Linked DNA regions of Anas platyrhynchos: region 1 is linked to region 2. The links are chromatin contacts, called in public Hi-C maps. All regions are on one chromosome and are shown on one strand. Each heading gives the region's core, a stretch centred on a gene start, on an enhancer-like site or on the middle of the called end of the contact. The rest is flanking DNA. Distances are from core to core; before and after follow the strand shown. Region 1 holds the start of SLC4A7 (solute carrier family 4 member 7). Region 2 overlaps CMC1 (C-X9-C motif containing 1).

What was found. Hi-C and Micro-C count contacts between places; a contact is called where the count stands out from the background.
Region 1: a Hi-C map of liver shows a contact between it and region 2, with 3 times the contacts expected there. The contact joins the promoter of SLC4A7 here to the enhancer-like site in region 2. A contact is called at or near these places in 3 of 8 Hi-C or Micro-C datasets (F1 follicle, liver and subcutaneous adipose tissue).

What each region holds. Positions count from the first base shown.
Region 1 is chr2:118,316,469-118,321,419 of IASCAAS_PekinDuck_T2T, reverse strand. It overlaps SLC4A7 (solute carrier family 4 member 7), which reads right to left and starts at 2,807. Exons shown (of 26, transcript XM_072033453.1): 1 at 2,749-2,807. It overlaps LOC106020323 (a long non-coding RNA gene), which reads left to right. Exons shown (of 3, transcript XR_001195770.5): 1 at 1-4,547. LOC119715754 (a long non-coding RNA gene) reads right to left here. Exons shown (of 2, transcript XR_005263150.2): 2 at 4,590-4,951.
Region 2 is chr2:118,083,669-118,088,322 of IASCAAS_PekinDuck_T2T, reverse strand. All of the region lies in intron 2 of CMC1 (C-X9-C motif containing 1), which reads left to right. Among named protein-coding and RNA genes, the nearest start is that of CMC1, 27 kb to the left of the region's middle. Within about 2 kb of position 2,027, at least 1 of the 8 cell types and tissues checked has an H3K27ac peak or open chromatin away from gene starts, as enhancers often do. A contact at or near this core is called in subcutaneous adipose tissue, where this site is marked.

The DNA.
Region 1 (4,951 bases), core at 1,558-4,057, 230 kb before region 2:
CAATCTTGCTCACACTTGCAAACAAGTAATAGAACCATTGACTTTTTGAGATGTTACTTATGTATGTAATGCATGGTTAATACCAGAGACCCAATGCAGTTTCTGGGTAAGTCAACAAGAACATTGTTGTTGTTCTAGCATGCCTACTTTTAGAAAAAGAGATTTCCATTTGTGCACGCCTAGGAATAAAATTTACATCAATCAAAATTATTCATCAGTTTTGTAATGTCCCTCTGCCTGACATTCACTGCTTCATGTAACAAGCAACCTGCTCAGTTTTCTTCTGTAAAGAACTCTACTTGGTAGCCTAGTCATCTAATCTGTCCAACAGAAAAGCAGTAGTGCTGTTTGTCAAATTCATGCAAGAGACATATTGCAGTAATCAGCTGAACCCTAGGATCCACTTCACCTTAAAATTCTTACCTTCCAGCACACAACAGACAATATTACAGTCACCAGACAAGCGGGTGTCTAAAGACTACATTTAAACAGATTGGGACTGATCCTCTTTAGGCCAATGTTGTAACAAGAAGAGTACAGACGAATTATTTTAAAATTACATCCCTGAGAAACAGTTTATGATCCAGCTTCTTGAGAACATTTACAGCAATATTCTCCTTGAGGGTGGACAGCATAGGTATTATTTTACATTAGCCTACAGCATCTGGAAACTTGGATTCAAGTATGATATAAAAGCAGAATAAGAATGGACTGAGTGACTTCAAGAAAGTCTCTGGTGAGCGTTTATTCACATTGCAAAACTGCTGCTGAGAGAAGGTTGACTCTAGCTTTTGATGTGGCCATAACAGACAGACTACTCTAATGGGAGCTTTAATTATACAGTAACAACGTCTGACAGAGATCCTCAGATGGAACTAATCTTTTAACACCTTGACCAATGTATTTTTCCTTAACCAGCAAGAGACATTTAATAGATTGGACTATTAAATATCACTCTGGTCCAGACCTGCATCACAAATCTATGAGACAACATTTACAATTAAGACATCCTGAAATGACCTGTTCTTTTTTTGTTGTTGTTGTTTTGTTTTGTCTTTTTCAGTGTCCATGATCTGATATACTCCTTTGGTTTGGCTTATTATTCTAGTCATGGAGCTTGTTAAAATTAGGTCACATATCAGAATCTTAATTGCACGTTAGGACAAATGCTGGAATTATACAGCTTTTCCCCTTTCCCAAACCTCTTCACCTCATTATCTTAGGTTCAGTCTAACCAAGGATCTCTCTCTAGCGTATTAAATTTTTAATGTTTCCCAGATTTTTCTGTTAGTAACATGAAGCTGAAATTTCTGTCAGGAGAAAACTAGGTTACCACAGATTAGGAGGAACAGCAAGAACTAGAAATAAGAACAAGAAAGGAATTGATCTGACTTAAGGGACACACGAAAAGACTTATCTCTTCAGAATTAATTCTGATGGAGTTCAGATTGCTTTGTATTTGAGGAGAAATATTAATTTCCTCATTCCTCATCCCAAGTGAATTTACACTGCAGGTCTTTCCCCAGAAACTTGCAATTACAGAAAGGTAGAATGTCAGCAGATTTTATTTCACTGTATATCACTCCACAGTAACACACCACCACCAGTTTCTTCCAGTGACGTTAAAAATTCAGTATTATCTATAAAGAGATGACCATCTAACAGCTTGTCAGGGAAAATAAATACATGTTTTGTTCTTCTGAAACTTTTGATCTTCTTGAATGTTGCTTTTCTCTGCTCATTATACACCATTTTTTTTCCAGATCCTCCATACACACCAGCATGTCACAATATGGCTTAGCCTCAGATGGACTCCGAGGCACTGCGTCAGGGACCGTTAACTGTTCTGAAATCTGATCTCAGCCTGCTTTTTCTTATTGCTTAATCAGTTCCTCATCTCACGCTCTCCCTCCCACATTAAATGAAAAGAAAAAAAAAAAAAAAAAAGCCCTTGTGAGAAGCTTTGTCACGGGCTTTTTGAAACATGTCTACATAAAATGTTGCTGCGAGGATGTAGACCACACTAAAACTAAACAGAAAAGGGATCAGAAGACCAACTGCGTGTGCGTGACTCATTTTCTGCCACACATGTAAACTCTGCCTTGAGAACAGCATAAAGGCAGAGATCAAGAAGTCTTTGATAAAATGGGTGCTATAACTTAATGATTGGTAACAAGTGAGCAACAGCTTCACCGCTCTGAGAAGTCATTGTTCGTGCAAATCAGATGCTGGCTCCCAGCAGACCCTCCTGTCTAAGCCATTCAGACTCTCCCTCCTACCACTGTTAGTCATGCTGAGTATTAACATTATTCATTATTACTCATAGTTTACTCTTTGAATAACCCCATTAATTTCAGTGAGACATTTGTAGTAGGAGGTAGTAGATAATCTATGCATTTATATATGTATGCGTGTCTAATTAAAGGCTATCGCATTAGAAGACTGAGTTTCTCTTGCTGACTAAGCTGATCCTTTAAACTCTGGACCCAGAACTGAAGGTATTGGTGTCTGCAGCTGAAAACATGCTAAGTCAAGCTCGCAAAAGTACCTGTGTCAGAATCAGCCTTAACAGCACTTTCCATGAGGATAGTGCAGAGTTAACACCAGCCTTTCACCTCCAGGCTCTTTGCCTTCAACAAACTTTGAAAGCAGCAGCTGCCTGTCCCTCAGTGCTCCCGAACACTGTGCTAGTAACAAAGTTAGCAAGCAGTTTCAGAAGAAAACAGACAGCTAAGGACAGCTCAGTACCTCACGGGCCACTCCAGTTTTGCCTGCTCTGTTGCTGATCCCACTGTGACATTCAAATGATTTCTCCTGTGGGTCTTCCTTTTTCTAAAGCTGGGGAGAGAAGCAAGCCAATTAACCATTCATTAGATCAAACCGTACTCTACCCCCCTCTATAGGTATCCTGTGATAAGTAACATTTAGGGGAGAGAAGCAGTCTCTCAGAGAAATCAAGGGCTCACGAGAGCACCTCAATCATCCAGGTCCTAATTAATTTGAGTGCTGCTGCTTTTATTTTTTAAAAATGAGCATTTATTCCCTCAGTGATTTCAGTGCATTTCCAAACTTCCTGTATTACAACATTAATTCCTTAGTTATATTTTTAAAGAGGAAAATTCTTGTGCTAGCTTCCTGCAGAAACAGACTGGGACGGCAATGTTACATGCAGCAAGGATACCGGCAGGGTCTGCTGGCTGGAAAACATGCCAATGAGTCAGAAAAGCATGACTGATGTCTGCTCCCTGGTCATTTCCTTCCAATATTCAAAGGAATTCCTGCTAGGGGTGAGAACTACAACTTCCTTGCTCTGTCCTCGTGCCTTGTCCTCATTCACCTCCCCCGGACAGGCTACTAGCACGGCTACGAAGTCATCACCACTACCGGCCTAGTGCCTGAGAAATCCGGCCAGAGCAGGCAGTGCCTCTGAGAAGGCAGGCTCCTAATCCCATCAGGACAGGAAGATAGCAATCTGAGAAAAGCAAGCAAGGCGGGACACTTTCTAAATACTACCACCCACAGGAAAAATTGTACTCAGCTGCTTCCAGACTATGCGAGCCTGTTTGTGCTTCTGGCCAGGGCAAGGAGCAGGAAAATAAATGTAAGCTGTGCTGTTTGGTGCCTAGCCCTTTTGAGAACCAGACCGGGTCTTTCCCTGAGCTCTCTGGAGGACATGCTGAATGTTTGCCCTGTACTGTTGATCTTGCCCAGCGTCATGCACTGGACACATTGGTTCACATGACTGGTTCCCACTTTGCGTTTGTCTGAAGCCAAGGCTCAACTTCACGTCCATGAGGGGCAGCAACAGGCTGGCGTGACAGCTGAGATGGGCTCTGTGGTTCTCAGCTTGTTTACTGCCAGATCCCACCTGCTGAGTTCCCCTGTTCAACAAAATCCCACTGCTGGATGTACCTGATGAATATAGGACACCCTCCTACCTGTACTGCAGCAGAAACCTTCCTGCGTCACAAACCTGACTGTGGCACGTGTCAGAGAGGCAATTAGGAGGAGGCACGCTGGATGTTACGATTGCTGCCTTCTTCCTCAAATTGTAAACACGAACCATCCCCTGCAGCTGGGGATAATTTTAGCCACCAGAAGCTGTTAAGAAATAACAGCCTGTGTGCTTCCCCCAGAACTGGTGTTTTTTTGCTCTGACGCAAACCAGTTCTGAGACTGGGGAAGGAAACATTTATCTCCCCTGCAGTGGAGCCAGACTAGAGGCAGGCACCGTGTAATCCAAAACAATGAATAACGTGATCCTATCATTAACTGAGCTTTCAAATACTTCCTCTCCTTCAGATAGGCTTCTCCTTAACACAGGAGGAGGGGTGGAGTTCTTCTCAGACTTGTCAATATTGTCAGAGATACATTACATGTATTGATAACTAAGGTGTGTTTCTAGACAGGAGCCAATGCTAACATGGACTGCAATTGCATACAAACCCTCCACCTCCTCCTTCCAAGAGTTCAGCGATAATCTTATAGAAATTGATCAAGACTGACGTATTTTAGTCTAAAAAGCATCTGCTCCAGGGCACTTTCAGGTAACTAACGTAAGAACCAGTCTGTCAGATAAAACCAAGTGCTTCCATGTCTTTGAAAATCAGGCCTTTTATTATTATTATTATTATTATTACCATTAAGCATTCTATAGGTTGTTATGTCACTCCATCAGAAATTTCTGAATTAATCCATCTCCCTGTTTGAGAAATAGAGGGATCCCATCACATAGGAATGCAGTGAAGAAGTATTAGGTAACATCTGTCTCCCAAGTCATAAATAATTGCACAAGTAGCAAGAAGCATTATGACTTCTCTTTTTTCTCTTTTTTTTTTTTTTTTCAAAAAAGACTCATCACATAATCTCTCCTCTGTAAACATAGTTGCAGCAATTCTCAGGAAAACAAGAATGACCAGTTATATTCTCTTAAGAAACATGTTTTATCAAG
Region 2 (4,654 bases), core at 778-3,277:
ACTAGCGCATGGGGTCTTCTGTCAAGTCTGGCCTTAAAGCAGCTGGAACCACGTTTATGGACCCAGTTGAGACTGTTAGAGCTCCCGTCTTCCTTTTCTGTTGCTGTTAGGGACTTTGTCATACTGCTAAGCAAGCAGCTAACAAAACCTGAGTATTTATTGTTCATTCGGGTAGCATGTGATATTTCCTAGGAATTATCATCATGCCATGGGAAGAAACATGACTAAAGTGGCTTAAATGAAAGCCATTTCAGTTTTCCTCACCTAACCTTCTAACATTTCATTTGCCAATGGTTTTGCAGCAGATGCCTTGTTAGTACTTCTTTAAGAAATAAAATTGCTAAATAAATACTTTTAAGTGCAGTTGCTTTTCTGATTAGGAAAACCATGCTTTTGTGATTATTTTTGCTGTTTCTTTCATAACAGTAGTGAGACTGTGTTACTCAAATCTTGTCGCATCAGAAACAAGATAGTTGGAGCAGGCAGAATAGGTGGAGTTAAGCAACTGCGTCCAAGCTTGAGTATGTGTGCATGCAGCTGGAGCTTTTGCTCTAGCCTTTGCTCCAGAATGGTGACTGCTCTGTAAGTTGGTCGTAGTAAGCTGCCTGTCTTGCATTTATTCTGGATAGCATCAGCCTCATCTGTTCACTTCAACATCTCTGAAAAGCTTGAAGAAAGCATGCGTTACTAGCTCTGGCAGAGTGTGTGGCATGGGACAATTCCTGATAAAGTGGAGAATCATGATCACCCTGTTCTTGCAGGGCACGTGGCAAACTCCTTCTGCAGCAGCTGGCTAACTTGCTTTGCTACCTGAGATCAAAGGTAGCTTAGTGAACACCTTTTACCCCCAAACATTTGATGCCTTTAGCCTGTAGCAGGGCCCATATGTGGCACATGGTGCAGTGCACTTTGCGTGAGAGCTTTGGTCACTTGCAGGAACACCTGTGAGCAAGTCTGTGAAGGTGTGGATGCGTGCAAGAGCTGCCAGGCTCAGAGCAGTGCTCACAGCTCATGGAGAGTTTTCTGGGACCCCAGCAAAACATGGAGCTGTGATGCTTTCTCACTTCAAACATCCTTTGTGCAGCAGTTTCAAAGGTGCAGGGAGAGTATGGTGGCTGGATTATTTGCTGTGCAGTTCTTCTTAATAAGCTGGTTATCCCAGACAGCTTACTTAAAACAAGTACTGAGGTACAGAACATGAAAGATGTGCATTGAATAGGGCCGAATCTATAAAGGTAGTGTATTAAATAATGCTGGATCTTGCTAAACTTTGATAGTGTGCTTTCTTGTCACATTAAGACTGAGCTCTTTAAAAGCATGAAATGAATAGGGAAGTGTGGCTTCTTACCTAGTCAGTGATGCATGTTCTTTTGAAATGTGGTTACCGTTGTAGAAGGTATCCAGTATAAAATTCAGAATACAGAAACACCACTTAACTTTTTTTTCTTTTTTTTTTCCAAAAAATTGTCCTTTTGGTTCTGTCATACATAAAGCACTGACTAGTAAGTACCTCATCCAGCACAAATGCTTCCCACACCTCCACACCAGCATACGCTGAAGGCTACTAATTAAAAAAATAAAAGAGACTAAATTTATACTGCAAAACAAGATTAAGTACATGGTAGCCCATTTTGGAGCTGTTGGAATGATGGTTGGGATAGCTCATAGGAAGAACTGTTATCTGTAAGGGAAGGTCACTTGCTCCTTGTAAGGAGCACAAGTGTATTAATCTTCAATATTGCATCCTTGTTCGATTTGGCAGCAGGCTGCAATTTTGGCCCTGTTCTGTATGCCCCCACCCTCCGGCTGAAAGCCTGAAATCAGTTTGGCTTTTTCTTAAAGGATTTTGTGTTTCATTCAGAGGAGGAAGTAATGATCATAAAAATCGGTATTTGAACTTGGAGTTAAGATCGTATGGTTGGGAATGTAGCAAATTGAACTGAGGGGGGGAAAATGCATCTCGAAACAGGCTGCTGTAAGCTGGAGCTGGTGGAACAGCTGTGGAGCAGCCTCCCTGCGAGTTACATAAATGACCTGCTCTATCTCCACCGTGTGGTCGAAGGACACTACTGCTGCTTCTGCCAGGCGGTGAGTCTGTCTTCTTCATAAATCTTTTTATTGAAACTCAGAGTTCAGCTCCGGAGTCGGTCACTGTGGGACAGAGGGAGGGGGATGTTGTTGCTTTTACTCAGCTGTGATGCTAACTTCTCAGCTGTCCCTGCGTGGCTCAGCAGCTCCTGCAGGAGAAGGGAGGATGAGCAGCGGCGAGGCTGCCCTGCGCTGCTCACGTCGGATGCACTCGTTCAGATAGGAGCAGGCAGTGACAGACAGTAGCCATGGGGGAACTTGCATTTGTTCCAGTTCTGCCTCTTCCAGTGCCTGGTACGGTAACGCTTGATGTCAGGGATACTTACGGCAGGCTGGGAGGAAAATCAGATCAAGGCAGTCTTAAAGAAAGCAGTTGTTACAAACCAGCATCGTTTAACTGGGTGGCTGTGCTCGCTGGGCAGGGGTTACCCGGACCTGTGTGTAAGGAAGTGCTTGCACTTGACAAGAACATTCCTAAAGCAAGTATCTTCTGTAGGCAAATCGTCATTTACCCAGGTAAACTGTTTCACATGAATGTTTTTACTTTGCTTAAAAGGATTTATTTATTTTTTTAAATTTCAATAGGAGGGAAAAAAAAAAAAAGAGGTCTGCTTGTCTTGAAAAATCTGTCTGAATCTGCCCAGCAGATTGTTGTCTCTGAGCACTTCAATCTCCCTTGCCTGAGAAAGCACAGTCACCGTAAAGCCTCACACGTAGTAGCTGTGCCCTTGCAATTTCTCTCATCTTCATCTTTCTGAGGACACAACCCTCTTCTCTCTAATGCTGTGCTCTGGGTGTCTTACCTAGCCAGGAGCAGGAGGGCTTGCCTCTTAGCTTCTTCGGAGCTGGTTTGCTAGAACTTCCTACTGGTGCTGCTGTGCTGTAGTCCTGTGTCTGGGGCAGAACACACATACGTATGTATTTGTATGTATATACACTTACAGATGTGTGTATACACACAAAAACAACAGAAGAAGCTGACAAATCTGGAAATCCAGGATAAGAGATCAGACGTGGGTCAAGCTTGTGCCTACTCCGAACTAATGAGTAGGTATTTCAAGGCATCCTCTTTGCCAAAGCTCTGTTTGCTGTTTAAGTCTATGTTCTGTTGAGGTTCTAATGAATAAAGACATCTTACATTTTAAGGTGTATTAAAAAAATATATCTTCTGGCTTTGTGGTTACTTAAAACATTTCCACTGGTCAAGTTCATTTGTGCATTCGGAGTTCCTATTAAATTAAAAACTATAACTTTTCCACCCCTCATCCCACAAAAGCTGTTTGAATCAGACGTGTTTCATGCAGTACTGATACACAAAGGTACGGTGAGGAGAGCCGGCCTGTCCTTGTCCAAGCAGCAGAACTAAAACCTGCTGAAAATACCATGAGATCACATGCGTATGTATGTAGATGTGTGTGTATATATATATTTGACAACTCTGATTCTAACTCTAATTACTGCAGTGTGGCGTGGTTTCATTATCAGTTTAAGTAGTTGTCTATTGTCTGTTGTACTAATTGTGCTGGCTTGAATTACTGTTCTTGGCTTTGTCTTCATTTTTGTTTAAAATGTAACAATTTGCATCTTTCTTATACTTGCTGCTTTTCAGTTTCATTCACCGTTTCCTAGTGCTCGGTATGAAATTTAGAAGAAAAGGCCCCGACGATCTTCTGTGAAGAAGGGACGTACAGAAGTTCTTCCCTACTGTTTGGGGGCAGTGCCTTGTTTTAGGATTTCTGGCTGTACCTCTAACAAACATCCACAATTCTCAGTCTAAATGCGAGCAAATTTTAGACATCACAGCATGGATAGTGACAGGGAAAGAGGTTCCCCAAGTACAAACCTCTGCATCATGTGGAAATGGGACTATGTCTTTGTCATGAACTGCTTTATTGATTTATTTATGACTCCTCAGTGCTAGTTTCTTAACCTTTTTTCCATAAATTCAGTCTTTAATGATAGGTTTAAAAACAACAAAATCCCTGCTACAGTTTCTGTAAGAAATGTAAATCAACAGCTGAGCAATGGCATCGGTTCTGATACAAGCAGTGGTGGAGCATCTCTACGTGCCCTTGTAATAATCAGAATTGGCACGGTACTGTTCTTTAAAAACAATAACATAAATTGTGCACGGATTTTAGAACAGAATTTGAATAAGCCATTGATTTCCTAGATTCCTTTGCAAAGCCCCTTGTAGGCCTTAATTTCAGAAGAGAAGTGCTCTTGACCCAGGTACGAGCAGTTGGCCATAGGCAGGATCTTGTATTACCTATGATGTGTTTAGGAGATGATTTAGGAGATGTATTTAGGAGAAGATTTTTCATCTTTCTTCTTTCTCTTCTCTCAGAGACTTGTCAGTGTAGACGTACTGTGCAAGTGATTGTGTTTTGAAAGGCATGTGAGAAGTTTGTGCTTCAAGGTACAAGCCAAGCTTACAGTCAATAGGGGTTAGGAAGAAACTTCACTTGAGAAAATGCTGTGCCGTAATGTAGACTTTCTGGCACCTTTTTTTTTGAAGCAGCTATTACTGACTTCTGAGAAAGACAGCATGCAGGACGGCTGGGCC